Linked DNA regions of Mus musculus: regions 2, 3, 4 and 5 are each linked to region 1. The links are chromatin contacts, called in public HiChIP or PLAC-seq and promoter capture Hi-C maps. All regions are on one chromosome and are shown on one strand. The core of a region is the stretch at or near the end of the contact, and the rest is flanking DNA. Distances in the headings are between cores, read along the strand shown. Region 1 holds the start of Zfp169 (zinc finger protein 169). Region 2 holds the start of Ippk (inositol 1,3,4,5,6-pentakisphosphate 2-kinase). Region 3 holds the start of Card19 (caspase recruitment domain family, member 19). Region 4 holds the start of Ninj1 (ninjurin 1). Region 5 holds the start of Wnk2 (WNK lysine deficient protein kinase 2).

The links. Promoter capture Hi-C pulls out the DNA fragments that hold promoters and counts their contacts. HiChIP or PLAC-seq counts read pairs in DNA pulled down with a chosen protein or histone mark.
Region 2: a promoter capture Hi-C map of pre-B cells shows a contact between it and region 1, with 4 times the contacts expected there. The contact joins the promoter of Ippk here to the promoter of Zfp169 in region 1. A contact is called at or near these places in 3 of 39 promoter capture datasets (the C10 cell line, liver and pre-B cells), 2 of 484 Hi-C or Micro-C datasets (CD4 T cells and liver), 1 of 115 datasets of contacts at active chromatin or transcription factors (bone marrow-derived macrophages) and 2 of 9 other capture datasets (adipose tissue and liver).
Region 3: a contact with region 1 is called in an H3K27ac HiChIP or PLAC-seq map of double positive thymocytes, with 6 times the contacts expected there. The contact joins the promoter of Card19 here to the promoter of Zfp169 in region 1. A contact is called at or near these places in 7 of 39 promoter capture datasets (the 3T3-L1 cell line, cranial neural crest, frontonasal cranial neural crest and 4 more), 1 of 484 Hi-C or Micro-C datasets (cerebellum) and 2 of 115 datasets of contacts at active chromatin or transcription factors (craniofacial prominence and double positive thymocytes).
Region 4: a promoter capture Hi-C map of pre-B cells shows a contact between it and region 1, with 4 times the contacts expected there. The contact joins the promoter of Ninj1 here to the promoter of Zfp169 in region 1. A contact is called at or near these places in 15 of 39 promoter capture datasets (the 3T3-L1 cell line, 3T3-L1-derived adipocytes, the C10 cell line and 10 more), 1 of 15 datasets of contacts at CTCF or cohesin (embryonic stem cells), 12 of 484 Hi-C or Micro-C datasets (the Ba/F3 cell line, the N1E-115 cell line, cardiomyocytes and 8 more), 2 of 115 datasets of contacts at active chromatin or transcription factors (embryonic stem cells and memory CD8 T cells) and 1 of 9 other capture datasets (liver).
Region 5: a promoter capture Hi-C map of the HPC-7 cell line shows a contact between it and region 1, with 6 times the contacts expected there. The contact joins the promoter of Wnk2 here to the promoter of Zfp169 in region 1. A contact is called at or near these places in 16 of 39 promoter capture datasets (the 3T3-L1 cell line, 3T3-L1-derived adipocytes, the HPC-7 cell line and 9 more), 1 of 15 datasets of contacts at CTCF or cohesin (embryonic stem cells), 7 of 484 Hi-C or Micro-C datasets (the C2C12 cell line, cerebral cortex, cranial neural crest and 2 more), 1 of 115 datasets of contacts at active chromatin or transcription factors (embryonic stem cells) and 1 of 9 other capture datasets (adipose tissue).

The regions. Positions count from the first base shown.
Region 1 is chr13:48,512,135-48,514,728 of GRCm38.p6, reverse strand. Zfp169 (zinc finger protein 169) reads left to right here and starts at 1,293. Exons shown (of 5, transcript NM_026450.3): 1 at 1,293-1,434. It overlaps A830005F24Rik (RIKEN cDNA A830005F24 gene), which reads right to left and starts at 1,159. Exons shown (of 2, transcript NR_165458.1): 1 at 1,100-1,159; 2 at 1-595.
Region 2 is chr13:49,419,950-49,422,543 of GRCm38.p6, reverse strand. It overlaps Ippk (inositol 1,3,4,5,6-pentakisphosphate 2-kinase), which reads right to left and starts at 1,302. Exons shown (of 13, transcript NM_199056.4): 1 at 1,078-1,302. The coding sequence starts at 1,158.
Region 3 is chr13:49,214,738-49,217,331 of GRCm38.p6, reverse strand. Card19 (caspase recruitment domain family, member 19) reads left to right here and starts at 1,306. Exons shown (of 6, transcript NM_026738.2): 1 at 1,306-1,395. The coding sequence starts at 1,389.
Region 4 is chr13:49,186,227-49,188,820 of GRCm38.p6, reverse strand. It overlaps Ninj1 (ninjurin 1), which reads right to left and starts at 1,292. Exons shown (of 4, transcript NM_013610.3): 1 at 1,184-1,292. The coding sequence starts at 1,258.
Region 5 is chr13:49,147,037-49,149,630 of GRCm38.p6, reverse strand. It overlaps Wnk2 (WNK lysine deficient protein kinase 2), which reads left to right and starts at 1,303. Exons shown (of 30, transcript NM_001290313.1): 1 at 1,303-1,869; 2 at 2,397-2,594. The coding sequence starts at 2,399.

The DNA.
Region 1 (2,594 bases), core at 44-2,543:
GTTACTTGTAAACAATTTGATCTTTTCTAGGCTTAGTTTTGCATTTTCCTAGGTGAAACAAGAAAGGCTCGGGGGCCCCATCTTGTCTTCCTATCAAGATGAAACCATTTCCAGGTATTATGTACAACTCTGAAGGCTTTATGGCCTCATAGGAAGAGGTGTTGTTCCTCACCCCCTTTATTCCCACTGACATTTTTCCCGGGACTTTTCCCTGGGATGGCACAGCTGTGTGTCGCGTGCTGTCAGTGTTCGGTGAACGCCCGAGGAAGGAGCCACTGAACCTCTGTGGATTTCTCTGGTCCTTCGTACTGTCCTTTGAACTGAAGCTGCCTTGGTTTCCCCAGGGCCCCGGCTTCGTCTCAGGTTGACCTCCAGGTCTTGCTCGGGTCTCCCTTCTCTGTTCTGTGCCAGAACGGTTTCTCACCAGGGGAGTTCGCTGCTCACTTCGTTTATTGTCCACATCACTGATATTCCTCCATTGTTTCTGTGTGCAGTGCTTCCCCATCGGTTTCTTAGTCCATGTTGTCCTTTTAAAGCTTGTTTTATGTGGAAGACTGAATCTGGTCCCTGTTGACTTCTGCTGTTTGCCACCTCACTTTAAGAAGCAAATGGGAAATAATTTGAAAATACTGCTCACGTCAAATACTAGAAATACAATTGAAAATTCAAATTCAATTAAATTGAGTTCCGCTCAAATTCCTAGTCTTTTCGCAAAGATTTTTGTCTTTCTGTTACAACCAAGAAGTGTTTTTTTGTATGAGCAAAATAGTTTAAAACATTACACTATGAATATCTTCAAACTTAGTTTGCCCTTGTCTTTTTGTAATCATTTTTTAAAAAAAGTATTATTTTCAAGAAACAACACCCACAGTATCCACACATGCTGCAGTTTAAAACACACGACTCACAGGCACGTAAAAAAGAAAAAAAACAAAACAAACAAACAAACAAAAAACCAACCAAGATTGAATTGGCAGGAGGAAGGCATCTAGATAGCACATCTTTTTTAAAAGAATTGATTAATGAGCTTCCTTAGAAGTACGCAAAGATTACTTCGGTTTGGCTTTTCTGCTTTTTTTCTGTTTCTCTAAGATCTTACCCTGTTGTCTTGCAGTCAATGAAAGAGTCCGGCAGTGCTAGGGAGCCCCTCCTATAGTCTGAAGCTTCGGGTTGCAGCCAAGTCAGCATGGGGTGTCCTGCAGTACGCGGCATTCTGGGTATTGTAGTTCCCCCATCTCTAGCGCTGCGTGGGTAGTGAAGTGCGCGCGCGTCACCCCGGTCGGTGTACTTCCGCATCCTGCAGTCGTCACCTGTGCCTGTGGACGATTCTACTGCGGTTCTGGTGAGCGAAAGTGCAGACGTCCTCGGCTCTTGCAGATCCCTCCAGGCGGGGAAGAGTCCGGAGAGCTGGCGTGGGCCACCCACAAGGTTCAGGTGTCTGCCGCTGCTCCATCCTCGATGCGTGGAGTCTTTGGGAGTGGAATCAGCTTCTCTGCCCATCCCGGAGGAGGGTCTCGGTGAAGACCCTGGGATGGGGAGGGGGCCATGTGAGAACGGGGTTAGGGGTCCACTATCTTGTCCTAAACAAGCTACAGGTCAGTCTGGCCTGCTTCCCAGGCTATGACGCTGTAGGTGTGTCCCCTGTGTTAGTGCCAGGTCAGGGAGATTGGACCTGGGGCATCTAGATGTCACCTTTCCACCCCCGCTCTCTGTTGAGGTTTGTGAGGGATCAGAGCCATCCTCCACAGGAACAAATGTCTGAATTGGTGAGGACAGAAGTCTTGGGGAGCTGCACTCATCATGAATTTGGAAATACAGCTTGGTCGCTTGCCTTGCGGGGAAAACATACAGAATTGCCTGGCTGAATGCAACGGCAAAGACCAAGAGACTAGAGCTAGTCTTGAAGTTTGGAGTCTTGGTGTGTGACAAGGCTTGTGTGTGTGGTGTGTATGTGTGTGCGCGTGCGTGCCTGTGTGTATATGTGTGTAGGGGGGAGTGGGGGTGGCCTTTTTACACATTGTGGGCTAATGACCTTGTGTGGCTCCCTTGAGCTCTGGGATCTTCCAAGAGCCTGGAGTGATGTAATGGGAAGAGACATTTCCCCCATGACCCAGGGCTTGTTGGCTCCCTGAATTTCTGGCGGTGTAGCCTGGTTTCTCCTTTTCTCTTTAGTTCTCTGATCTATATATACAACTCATTTTGATTATATTCACCACTGAAAATTCTGTCCCCAGTCCACCTATCTTTGTGACCTATCTTTCTTTTTTGTTTCAAAACCCTTTAAGACTAACTTATGCTGAATTCAATATTCTTGAATATTTCATTGGATTGTTATTGGCTTACCTCGGGCTATATACTCTTAGAGAAACCCTTCTCCTCCTCTCCCAGCAGCTAGTAATTGCCGTAGCTTGGTACTAGGTATTTGGTGCCGAACTCTTGTCTCTGTGCTGAGATTTGTTCTGGTTTGGGCTTGCACGGGTCTTGTGCATGGTGTTGTAACTGCAGTGAGCTTGTATGTACAGTTGCCCTATTGTCTGTACTGGCTGGTTTTGTGTGTCAACTTGACACAGGCTGGAGTTATCACAGAGAAAGAC
Region 2 (2,594 bases), core at 53-2,552, 910 kb before region 1:
CTGGGAAGCTGAGCAGAGAAACAAAGCTCACCTGCTCTCAAAGGAGAAGGGGGACTACAGACATGCCCAGGACCGAAGGGAGCAGAGTTTCTCCACCCCACTTACATTAGCACTCCTTGGTCACAAAAGGCCTTAAAACACTTCCAAGAGGGGCCTTCTCCTCTTCAGTCTACATTCTGAACAAATACACCAGGAGGTCAGAGGTGCCAACTAGACACAAGACCCAAGCTCTAGGCTGCTCAACACTCAGTACAGCTCCATACAATCTGAACTTCAGAGAGACAAAAGTACATCCTATTCCTCTCTTCACTTTCCTAATGCAGCCTACTGCTTCTCAGTGGTGGAGGTGTGAATCACCCCAGCTCCCTGAGTTATTAACCTTCTCACATGACACCTCCCCGCCTTCTACTCCCCCAGCCCACCACATTCCTGCTAGCTTGTAATCAGGCAGCAAAATGTCAGAGAAATCTGGGGCTGCACACAGATCCATCCATATGCTTCTCTTCCTTTAAATTCGCCTCCTTGGAAAGGACTACATCTTCTGAAACCGCCTTTCAAGTTGAACGAAGGAGAAACCATTTAAAGTATATGATCGGGACGCGAACCTGTGGCAGCGCCCCGTTCCTGACAGCGCAGCAGCAAGGCAGAACACCAGCTCTGTGGTTTCTCGAGGCTGAACTCCACTCGGTGGGCTGACAGCACTCTGGGAACTTTCCCCTGTGCTGCCCAGGCCCTGGTCCAGGCTCAGCCTCTGGCCCACCGTTGCCTGACAGTAAGACGAGCATCCCGGGGGAGGCTGCACGGTGTGAGGCCACGCGGCACGCACAGCGCATGAGGAAAGAGTACTGACGGGACAGAGAGAACCGAGAAGGGACACTAGGAGGAAAGGGGAGCCAACGGAGCTAGGGGTGCCGGGGATGAGTATGGAGCAGAGGAGGGTACTGTGGGGGTGCCAGGGAACCACCCGGGCGGAAGCTGGAGGAAGAGTCACGACCTGGGTACCTGGACGGTACCAGGCACAGAGCTTCGGGAGCCGTCGGGTGAGGCCCGGAGCCGGGCTGCCCGCCAGCCGCTCACCTGCGCGTGGGCCACCACAAGGCTCTTGTTGCCTTCGCCATGGTAACTCCATTCATTCTCGTCCATTTTCCCCTCTTCCATGCCCCGGCGCCCTGGAACTTCGCGGGCCGGGACGTGGGGACGAGAGCTGGAGGCCGCCCGCCTCGCAGGGCTCCCGCCGCAGCCGTCTGAAGAAAAGCGCCTGTCAGCTGCCGCCTGCGCTCTCAGCGGCGGCGACTTGCAGGCAAGGAGCGCCGGAAGCCACGCCCCCGGCGGCCGCCATTCCCAGAACGGTCAACTTCCGGGTCCCGCCCACCTTACCCTCGACGTCCAGGGTGGTAGGTGGAGTGGAAGCCATATTATGTGCTGGCAGAGTGACTCACTTCCGAAACGCGGACCTGGGAACCGGAAGGGAGGTTTCCGGATCTGCTCCCGGACCTTGAGGCCGGCGGCTTCCTGGCGCCCCGAGTCCGAGGCGCTCACCCTCGCACTGTCCTAGGGCCACGGCTGGATCTTCGTGGGGCTGCAGTAAGGCGCCGGGCGACTCTGAGCCTCCGCTTACATCTGTAGAATGGGATGCACCTTCAATGGCCTTGCTCCGGCCAAGAGAGCCATTAGGTGGTGTTCACACTACTCCGGGAAACGTGGCGAGGAAACCTCACCGTGGAGCCTTTGCCCCAAGACATCCAGAAATGCAGATGAGGCAATAGACTCTCCCACCCCATCCCAGCAGAAAGCAATGACCTCAGTTTATCCTTTAATGCGGGGAAGATTGGCCCTGCCTGGTAGAGCTGCCTAAAGAATTATATGCGGTCCTTGTGCTCTTAAAAATGATTTGGGGCTGGACATGGTGATGCTCTCAGCATTCTGGATGTGGAAGCAAGAGATTTCTAGGAGTTCGAGACCGGCCAGGGTTACTTAGTGAGATCCTGTCTCAAACATAATTTTCATATTTGTGTTAAATTGTTTGGCCACAGCACTGAATATTGCTGTAACTGGTGTATGTGAAGAAAATCCAGCTTAATGCAGGCAGATAGTATGGGTTTTTTTGTGTTAATTTTTCCAAGGAAGACTGGGAAAAAAACAAAAAAACCTGTTCATTCTAAATAGGACACCAACAACAGACTGAAAGATCCTAATAGAATGTAAAAGGTCACAGAAGCCCTCAAATTGGCAAAATAGATTTCATTGTTAGTAAAAGTAGCTTCACTGATTTAGAAAAATAGAGGTGCACAATGCTCTGGCCGCGCCTTGAACCCGTGTGTCTGCCAATGTTCTGACCGTTCCTTAAACCCAGGTGTGTGCCCACTGCTGCACCTCACTGCGAGGTGTTTGTGATATTGGTTGCTGGGATAGAATCGAAAAATCTCCCCAGTAACCACAGCCGGGCCAATCCAGAGTTGCTCCACCTGCACCAGACTCTTTCCTTGTACCCCTCCCATACCCATTTCTTAAGAATAGACATTGTTTAGATCTGGAAATCCCCTACTCCCCCCTTCTCCTCCCCCCCCCCCCCCGTGAGGGCCTATAAAAACTGG
Region 3 (2,594 bases), core at 57-2,556, 700 kb before region 1:
ATTTGCCTGGCCGGTGGGGAACCTGAGCAAACCTCGCTTTCTGCAGTTTTTAGCAAGGGGCAGGAATGTATTGATCAATACCACTGGGTCCAAGAGTTTGGAGCTCTAAGTGACCTTGTAAGTCAATCTCCAGATTCCTTTCGAGCCTCTCACTCCCAAGATGAGAGGTTGCAGCACTGGGGAGGACAGAGACAGACACGGAGGGCTCAGGGACCCAGGGGGTTCCTGGACTGTCCGGGAAGTGCATCCAGACCTGGGGCCTCCATTCCTGGTCTTGGTCCTGGTCTGGTTCCAATATCTCAAGTTACAGCTCTAAAGTGTGCCAGACTAGCCGCACCAGCGGAGAAGCAAAATCTGGTGCCTGCTGCCATTGCTGGCTGTGAGGGTCCTGCCTCCCCGACCCTCGCAGATCTCCATTTCCTAGCTGGGCCTGGGCTTGGGGCCTTCCTGTGGTTGGTACCAGAGCTTGAAGAGCCAGGCCTATGTACAACAGAAGGGAAACAAGTTGGGAGGCAGAAAGATTTATCACCTGAGGCCACACATTTTACAGTTAGGAAAATTGAGGCTCGGTCAGACTACATGACTTCCTTAACTAGGCGGCAATGCCAGCCATTTGTCCTCTGTGTAAATGGGGGACTTGGTAGAACGAGGACCCACTAAGTTCTCTGTTAAGTCTCAATTCATCACTGTCCGGTCGAGGCCCTGTGGACTTCCGTTCGGTCCCTGGTTGCCAATGAACTCCCACCAGCCTTTTATGCCAGACTTGACCTCCTATGTGACCTTGGGTAATTCTCGTCTCTTTTAAGACTCGGTTTCTTCATCCAGGAGATGGGAGTGGGGTGGCCAGAGCGTAGCAGCAGAAAATTGAACTGAGAAGTTCACAATAACCTCCTAACCTCCGCAAAAAGCAGGCACAAGACCGGGAGGAGGGGCAGGGCATAGGCGAAGGGACGCCGACCCGGGTAGCTATTGGAGAGGCTGTGAATGGGGCGAGCCTTGAGCCGGGACGTGGCTTGAGTTCTCTGGTCCAGACAAGGACTTGGGTACTGAGTTTCTCCGCTAGGTCACTTATGCTAGCTGGAGCGGGACTCCCGGCGTCGCTACAGGAGAAGCTCCTCAGGGGCCGAGCTCTCTGCTGCGCGTAGTATAGAGTTAGGGAAGTTGTTTAGAGCCCGAGCCGCCCCACGGCTGACGCGTCTCCAGTGCGAAGTACAGAAAGGGGCGTGGCTAATCGGAGGGAGGGGCTTGGGGGCTAAGATGTCGTCGCTGGGCGGGACCTATAGGGAAGAGGCGGGGCTTAGGGCCAGGCCTGCGGGCGGCGGTCACCGGAGCCCTCGCGCCGGGCGGCGGACAGCCGAGGACGACGGGGCGGCGCCGTGTCCTCCGCCATGACAGGTGGGCGCGGGTCCAGGAGGGCGACGGGAGCCGTGTGACCTTGGCGTCAGCTGGCGCCGGCGACGCGGGCGTAAGAGGCGCGCGGCGGCGGGGTGTCCCGGGCTCTGCGCGACGGGCCGGGGGCGCCAGGGGTCTCGGGTGCTGAGTGGGGGGCCGTCGCGGGTCGAGGAGGAAGAGCAGCAGGTGAGCGCTCTCCCGGTGCACTGCACCGGCTGCGCCTGCGGAACGGGCGGTGTCCCGGGACGGGATGGATCTGAGAGAGGGAAATGGTGCTCCTCGCCAGTCTGCTGAGACTTTAGAGCGCCGCTTGCACACAACCCCCTTGGAGGCGGGACCGGCGCTGCAAACCTGGGTAGCTTGTAGTACCAGGGAGACGCCCGTGTTTCCCGCTCTAGATGGGTCTAGAGAATTCGGACCCAACAACTGGATCCCTCTTCTCCAGGATGGCTTGGTTGCCCCAGCCCAACCCTTTTGCTCTGGGGACTCACCCACTTTATTCCTGATCCCAGAGGGACACAGTGACATTGCTGTGCTAAGTTCTCTCGGTAAAAGATCCGATGAGAGGATGAGTCAGCGAGGGACCCCTGCTGCCTTAGAGCCTAGGGAACGTGATAGCTACCAGATGCACTTTTTTTCTGGGAGTCTCTTGTACTTCATATGGCAGAGTTCACCTGGGATAGCCCAGAGAGATGAGGTAACCCCAGAAATCCCAGGGGTCTCTAAACTGGAGTCAGCGTTGGGCATGCACAAAAATAAGACCTCATAGGTTGCAACCTGGTGACTTCTAGAACAGGTTAGAGGAGACCCCATCTTCCAGGCCCTTCTTGTTTGGAGCTGCAATTTCTGAGCATTATGTGTAGAGCCCCTAATATACACTCTTGTTCAGAATAGCCATTTGGGGGCAGAAGGAATATTCTCATGTCTGTGTAGGAATGGGAAGATAAAATCTCAGGTTGGGTAAGTGCCCCCAGACCACCCTGCTGGTCAGTGGTAGGAGCAGAATGGGAGCCTTGGCCTCAGCCTCTGGTTTCCCAGATCCTCTAGTAAGTTCATCAGGATGTGTGGGACAGATCTCGCCTGTGCTGGCCTCCAAGGGCCCATTGTAGAGACAGGATACCCATGGAAAATGAGACATCCCACCTCCAGGAGAACAGGTAGTTGTGGGGGTGGAGAACTTTTAGCTGGAAGGACACAGGCAG
Region 4 (2,594 bases), core at 43-2,542, 670 kb before region 1:
AAATCCGCAGCTGAACCACGGGCCCACCTGTTCCTGATTTGCATCCCTTGTCCTTAAAGGCCTAGAGATCACTGGTTCTTTATTGTAGACCCACATACAAAAGGCCCAGACAGTTGATGGGCTCCCTAAAGGAACTCAGCCCGGGGTGTCCCTGGCCCACTGCTTCCGGAGTGTTCACACATTTTGGCAGAGCCCAAGTCTCAGCTGGCACACCTGAAGTAGTCCCAGGAGACGTTGGTGTTCCCTGTTTCCACTATATGGACCTGGGCAGAAAGTCTCTGTTCTGGTTTATTTTGCACCGCAAAGACTTGTGGAAAATCCCAGCCTGGTGCAATTCCCCACCCCACTCCACCCCATCCCTGGGGGGGGGGGTCGGAAATAGAAGGAATGTCCAAAGTCAACATGTCACCGAGGGACAGAGGGCCATGCGGGGTGGTACAAGTGAAGGCTCGGCCCTGGCATGCTCAGGCCCTGCCCCGGAGGTAGACTATGAGGTGAGGGGTCAGGAAAGATGGTCCCTCGACACAGGCATCCGACCATCGCTGTGGCCTTAGCAGGCTAGGCAGAGCAAACTCGAGGCAGGTCCTTACAGTCCTAGAACTAGCACCCTGACGATCGAGAGGGTGGCGTTCTGTTTTTCATAGGCAGGTGACAGCAGCAGAGACACAGCCACGGGTTTCCCCCTTATCACTGCTGCAGACGACCGTGTGGTCACCGTGTGGTGACGTAGCTGTCTGCCTGATGCTAGCTTCCAACCAGGAGGCGGTGACTCTTCTCCCGCCCACCCCAAGGCACGCAGGAGACAGCCCGGAGGCGTTGGAAGTTGGAGGATGGTGTGGGAGGCAGGAGAGTCCCGGAGAGCGGAATGCCAGCCTTCTCCACCCGAGGAGTGGTGCCAGCCAGACGCGGGCTCTGCACAGCGGGGCGACGGCAGCAAGCTAGACCGCCCGGCGCCTCTGCCTACCTGCTGTGCTGGCCCCAGACCCGTGGGCCACCACTTGCGCTAGAGACAGGTCAAGCACGACTTTGCCCGGAAGCAGCGGCCACCACCACCCCCCGCAGTGCGGACGCCGCGCGAAACCGGGCCAGACGCCCACAGGTGCCCGCTGACGTGCCGGGCCCAGAGAGGGCGGCGCCGGCCAAGGTCACACAGCAGCCGGGGCAGGAGGTGCTGAGAGCTTACCAAGGCGTCGGGGGAACCGGGGGAGCCCGGGCGCAGGTCGCCGTTGAGCTCATACTCCTCAGTGCCCGACTCCATGGTGCGGCCGCCCGGGCCGCCCAGCACACGGCCTGAGCGCACCCGCGCCTCCGCCACGGGCTACGGCTGTGCGCCCGCCCCCGGCCCGCCCCCGGCCCGCCCCCGACACGCCCCCCGCGCGCGGCCGCCCCCGGACTCCGCCTCCACCCGGGGCGGGCCGGGGCCTAGACGCCAGCTGCTGGAATCGCGCCTGAGCAGGATAGCACTTCTCCAGCGGCCTTGATGTCCCCAATTCTCAGGCTCCTTCACGATGGCTAGGGCAAGCAGCCCAGCGCCTGTCCTCGCGATGACATCGGGGGTCCCCAGGGACCCTGTCTCAAAGTTGTTGATCAAACGGGCCCCCCTCTGAACTTTGAACATAAGCACTTGATCTGTTTAAAAGTGAGGCCAAGGGCGAGGCACATGCTGCCCCGTGCTGAGGTTTTTTCCTTGGGGAGGACACGCCCTGAGGCTGTAAGTCCCTTCAGGGTAACTCAACACAGGAAAAGGGTGTCAACGGTTACTCCAGGTTTCCACTTTAGAGCCCTCAGCTGTTCTGCCTGGAGAATAGAACATATGAGGGAGAGCCTCTTGCTCTGGGTCTAGCTTGCAGCCAGCACCCCACTGTGCAGAGCCTGCGTGTGGCTGGCACTGGTGGAGAAGGCTGGCATTCCGCTCTCCGGGACTCTCCTGCCTCCCACACCACCCTCCAAGAGAGACCAGGGACCAGAGGGAAGCACAACAGCTTTAGTGTCCAGAAGAAGCTGACATCATAGCCCTGACATCTATACTCCAAGGGTATGACGTGTTGGTTGGCTACTGCAGTTCGTGGCCCAATGGACCTTTGTGCCCCAGTACCATGTCTTTTCCTGGCCTAGGAAGCTAGATGGAGTGTGATGGGGTGCTGTCGTCCGAGGAGACACACTAGATGCAGGAGTAAAAGCCAGTTGCTGTGCCTTCTTCCTTCCCACCCTGGCCTCACTCTCAGGCCCCATGCTTTGCCTGGCCTCAGGGGTGCCACACTCCTCTCCTGGTATCTCCTAGAGTCTCAGAAGGAATAAGGACGATGAGACTCTTAGGGAGATTACAAGCTGGGGCTCAGAACTACCGTTCCTTGATGGAGTGGTTCACCTTCTCTTTATGACCCTTCTTGCCAGCTTGTGTCTTAGCATAAGGCTGGAGTTTGCTAAAGGCCAAGTGAACCTGCGGACCCTCTGTCCCCTGTCTCACATCCAGAAGGAAGAGGATTAGAAATAAGAAATGGAGCCAGCCTGGTGGTAGAGGTGGTGGCACAAGCCTTTAATCCCAGCACTTGGAGGCAGAGACAGGTGTATGTCTGAGTTCGAGGCCAGCCTGG
Region 5 (2,594 bases), core at 54-2,553, 630 kb before region 1:
TAGGAGAGGCAATACTGGGTGGGGTCTTTAGCCTCCTTAGTGAAGTTGTAATGGTCCTCACCCACATTCTGCCCCAGCTTGGGAGGTGCAGCTTGGATCCCCATCTCCAGAGACACTCAGACCCACAGAGCTGGCACCTGCGCTCTGCTTCTGGTTGAGTGGGCTTTACGTTCATGCCTGACTCCCAAGGTAGATGAGAAATGAGATAATATAAATTAACAGGCATCTGGCAAATGCCCAGTCCAGTGACAAGTACACAATTTAACCCCTGGGTCTCTGGGGTATATGTTGGAGTCCTAACTTCATGGCTCTCAGTTTTCATAACGTAAGTAGTCCCAGCATTCCCCCTTTAAGGAGACAGTGTGCTACCACCCAACTCAGCTAGGAAGTGACTTGAACATCAGCCTTTTAAAGTTACTTTTGACTGGTATCAGCATCCACTGACAGCCCCTAGCAGGGCCAGGGAAACCCTGTCACTGGGTAACAGCTCTGTCTGCATTTGCTTCCCTTTAATCGTGAAGGATGTGTTGCCTCTGTTGGCTTTTCTGTCTTATGAGTTGCTGGTGTCAAAGGCTCTAAGGCCAGCAGCCGCTGGCCATCGGTTCACATTTGTAACTTGCATCTTTGACAGGGTGCCATACCATCAGGATGAGCAAAGAGATCAGAACATGCTGGTAACTTCCTTTGCGCTGTTTTCTTCAGGTGAAGTGACCCCAATGATGTGCATCACAACTGGTGAGCCCAGGTGCAGGTGCCTGGCATGGGCTCAGAAATCAGGTCAGTCTTCTGTGACCCTTGCAGTCAGGTTCAGAGATGCCCGGGGCAAGGGCTTGTCTGGGGTAATTGAGTAGCTCAGGGGGTGGAGAGAGAAGCTCCTGAGGGGGTTGAGGGTGGGGAAAGATGGCAATCAATATGGTAAGTCAAGGGGTTTCTGGAAACCTTTTCCAGTTTCCATCTTGGGACCTCTGAGATTTAGGACAGAGAAATCCTTTCTATTTTTTTTTTTCATTTATTTTTGAGACGGTTCCTGGTTCCTTTATTGCCACGTGACCCAACTCCTGGATCAAGTATCCTCTGCCCCCCACAGCCCTCCCCCACCGGTGTTGGGATTATAGGCTTGGGCCACCACGCTACTGATCAGGGCAAAAGGACATCTGTCTTTGAGATCTGGATTTGCTTAATGGAAAAGAGGGACACAGCGCTTACTGGTACCAACGTCCGTGGATGATAGTGAGGTTTTCCCATATCCTGGCAGTACAGAAAGGCCCAGAAGACACTCCAATTTTGCAACCATACTTGGGCACCTAGGATATCCTGAGGTTGTCTGTTTTGTCTTGGCATAGGTTCCAGGATTTGGCTCTCTGGCTAAGTCACGTTGTCTGTGGCCTGCCACCTCCGGGGAAAATAGAGCCCCTCAAGGCCCCACAGTTCAGCGGACCACTTCCAAAGAGCTTCAGGGCCAGGCGCCGGCCTGGAACCCTTGCCGCAGGTGGAGGCCATGGGGAGCATCCCGCAGGTGGCGGCGCTCAGCCGCAGCCAGGTGGGCGTGTCAGGCCCCGCCCCGCGCTCCGGTCTTGGGGAGGGTGGGACGAACGGAAGCCCCGCCCTCCCCGCGCGCTAGTTCGGAGCCGGTGCGGGAGCGGAGGCGCGCGGAGCCGGCAGGAGCACGCGGGAGCGCGGCCCCGCAGCGGCCCGGCCCGAGGGAGCAGCATCGTAGGAGCAGAACGGCCTGGCGACCCCCGCTGCAGCCAGGACCCCGCCCCAGCGCGACGCGGCCCCGAGAGAGGACTCTGGCCCCGGAGCGCGGCCTCGCCCTCCTCGCTCGCCCGGGTCCCCGGGCTGCGGGCATGGACAGCGCCCGCTCGCCCTGTGAGTATCGAGCTCTCCCGTTCGCCGCCTTTGTGTGCGCGCCGCGCCGCCGCAGCCCCCTCCCCGCGCGCCCCGGGCCCGCGTCCTTTGTGGAGCCTGCTCCTGTCCGGTGCTTCCCTTTACCCCGGCCTCCCTGTCCCTTCCCCACCCGCTCGCGGGATAGCCTAGCGGGGTCGCTCCAGTACTGGCCTTGACCCCTTTCTCCAGCCTCCCGAGCCCTTCTGTAGCTCCTTTGAGCCCTCAGGGACACCTAGCAGGTCGTCCCTCCTGGAGTCCCTGGGACAGCTAGAGACAGGCCGTGTTCCCGGCTCGGAGCTGAGTGAAGCAGGGCATCCCCTTGCAATCCTCGCCTCGGGGTCCGGTCTGCAGCCCTCTCCCCGGAGCCCGCAGAGGACCGCCCGGCAGGTCACTTCTGCGGTGGGGCTGGGCAGGGCGCGGGCCCAGAGGCGGCGCTGTCTCATCCCGCGGCCCAGGCAGGTGCGGCGGGGCTGGCGCTCACGCAGGGTCCGTGTGTCCTTGGCCCGCAGAGATGGACGGCGATGGCGGCCGCCGAGACGCCCCCGGCGCGCTGATGGAAGCCGGGCGCGGCACGGGGTCGGCGGGCATGGCGGAGCCGCGGGCGAGGGCGGCGCGGCTCGGGCCCCAGCGCTTCCTGCGGCGCAGCGTGGTGGAGTCGGACCAGGAGGAGCCGCCGGGCCTGGAGGCGGCCGAGACGCCGAGCGCGC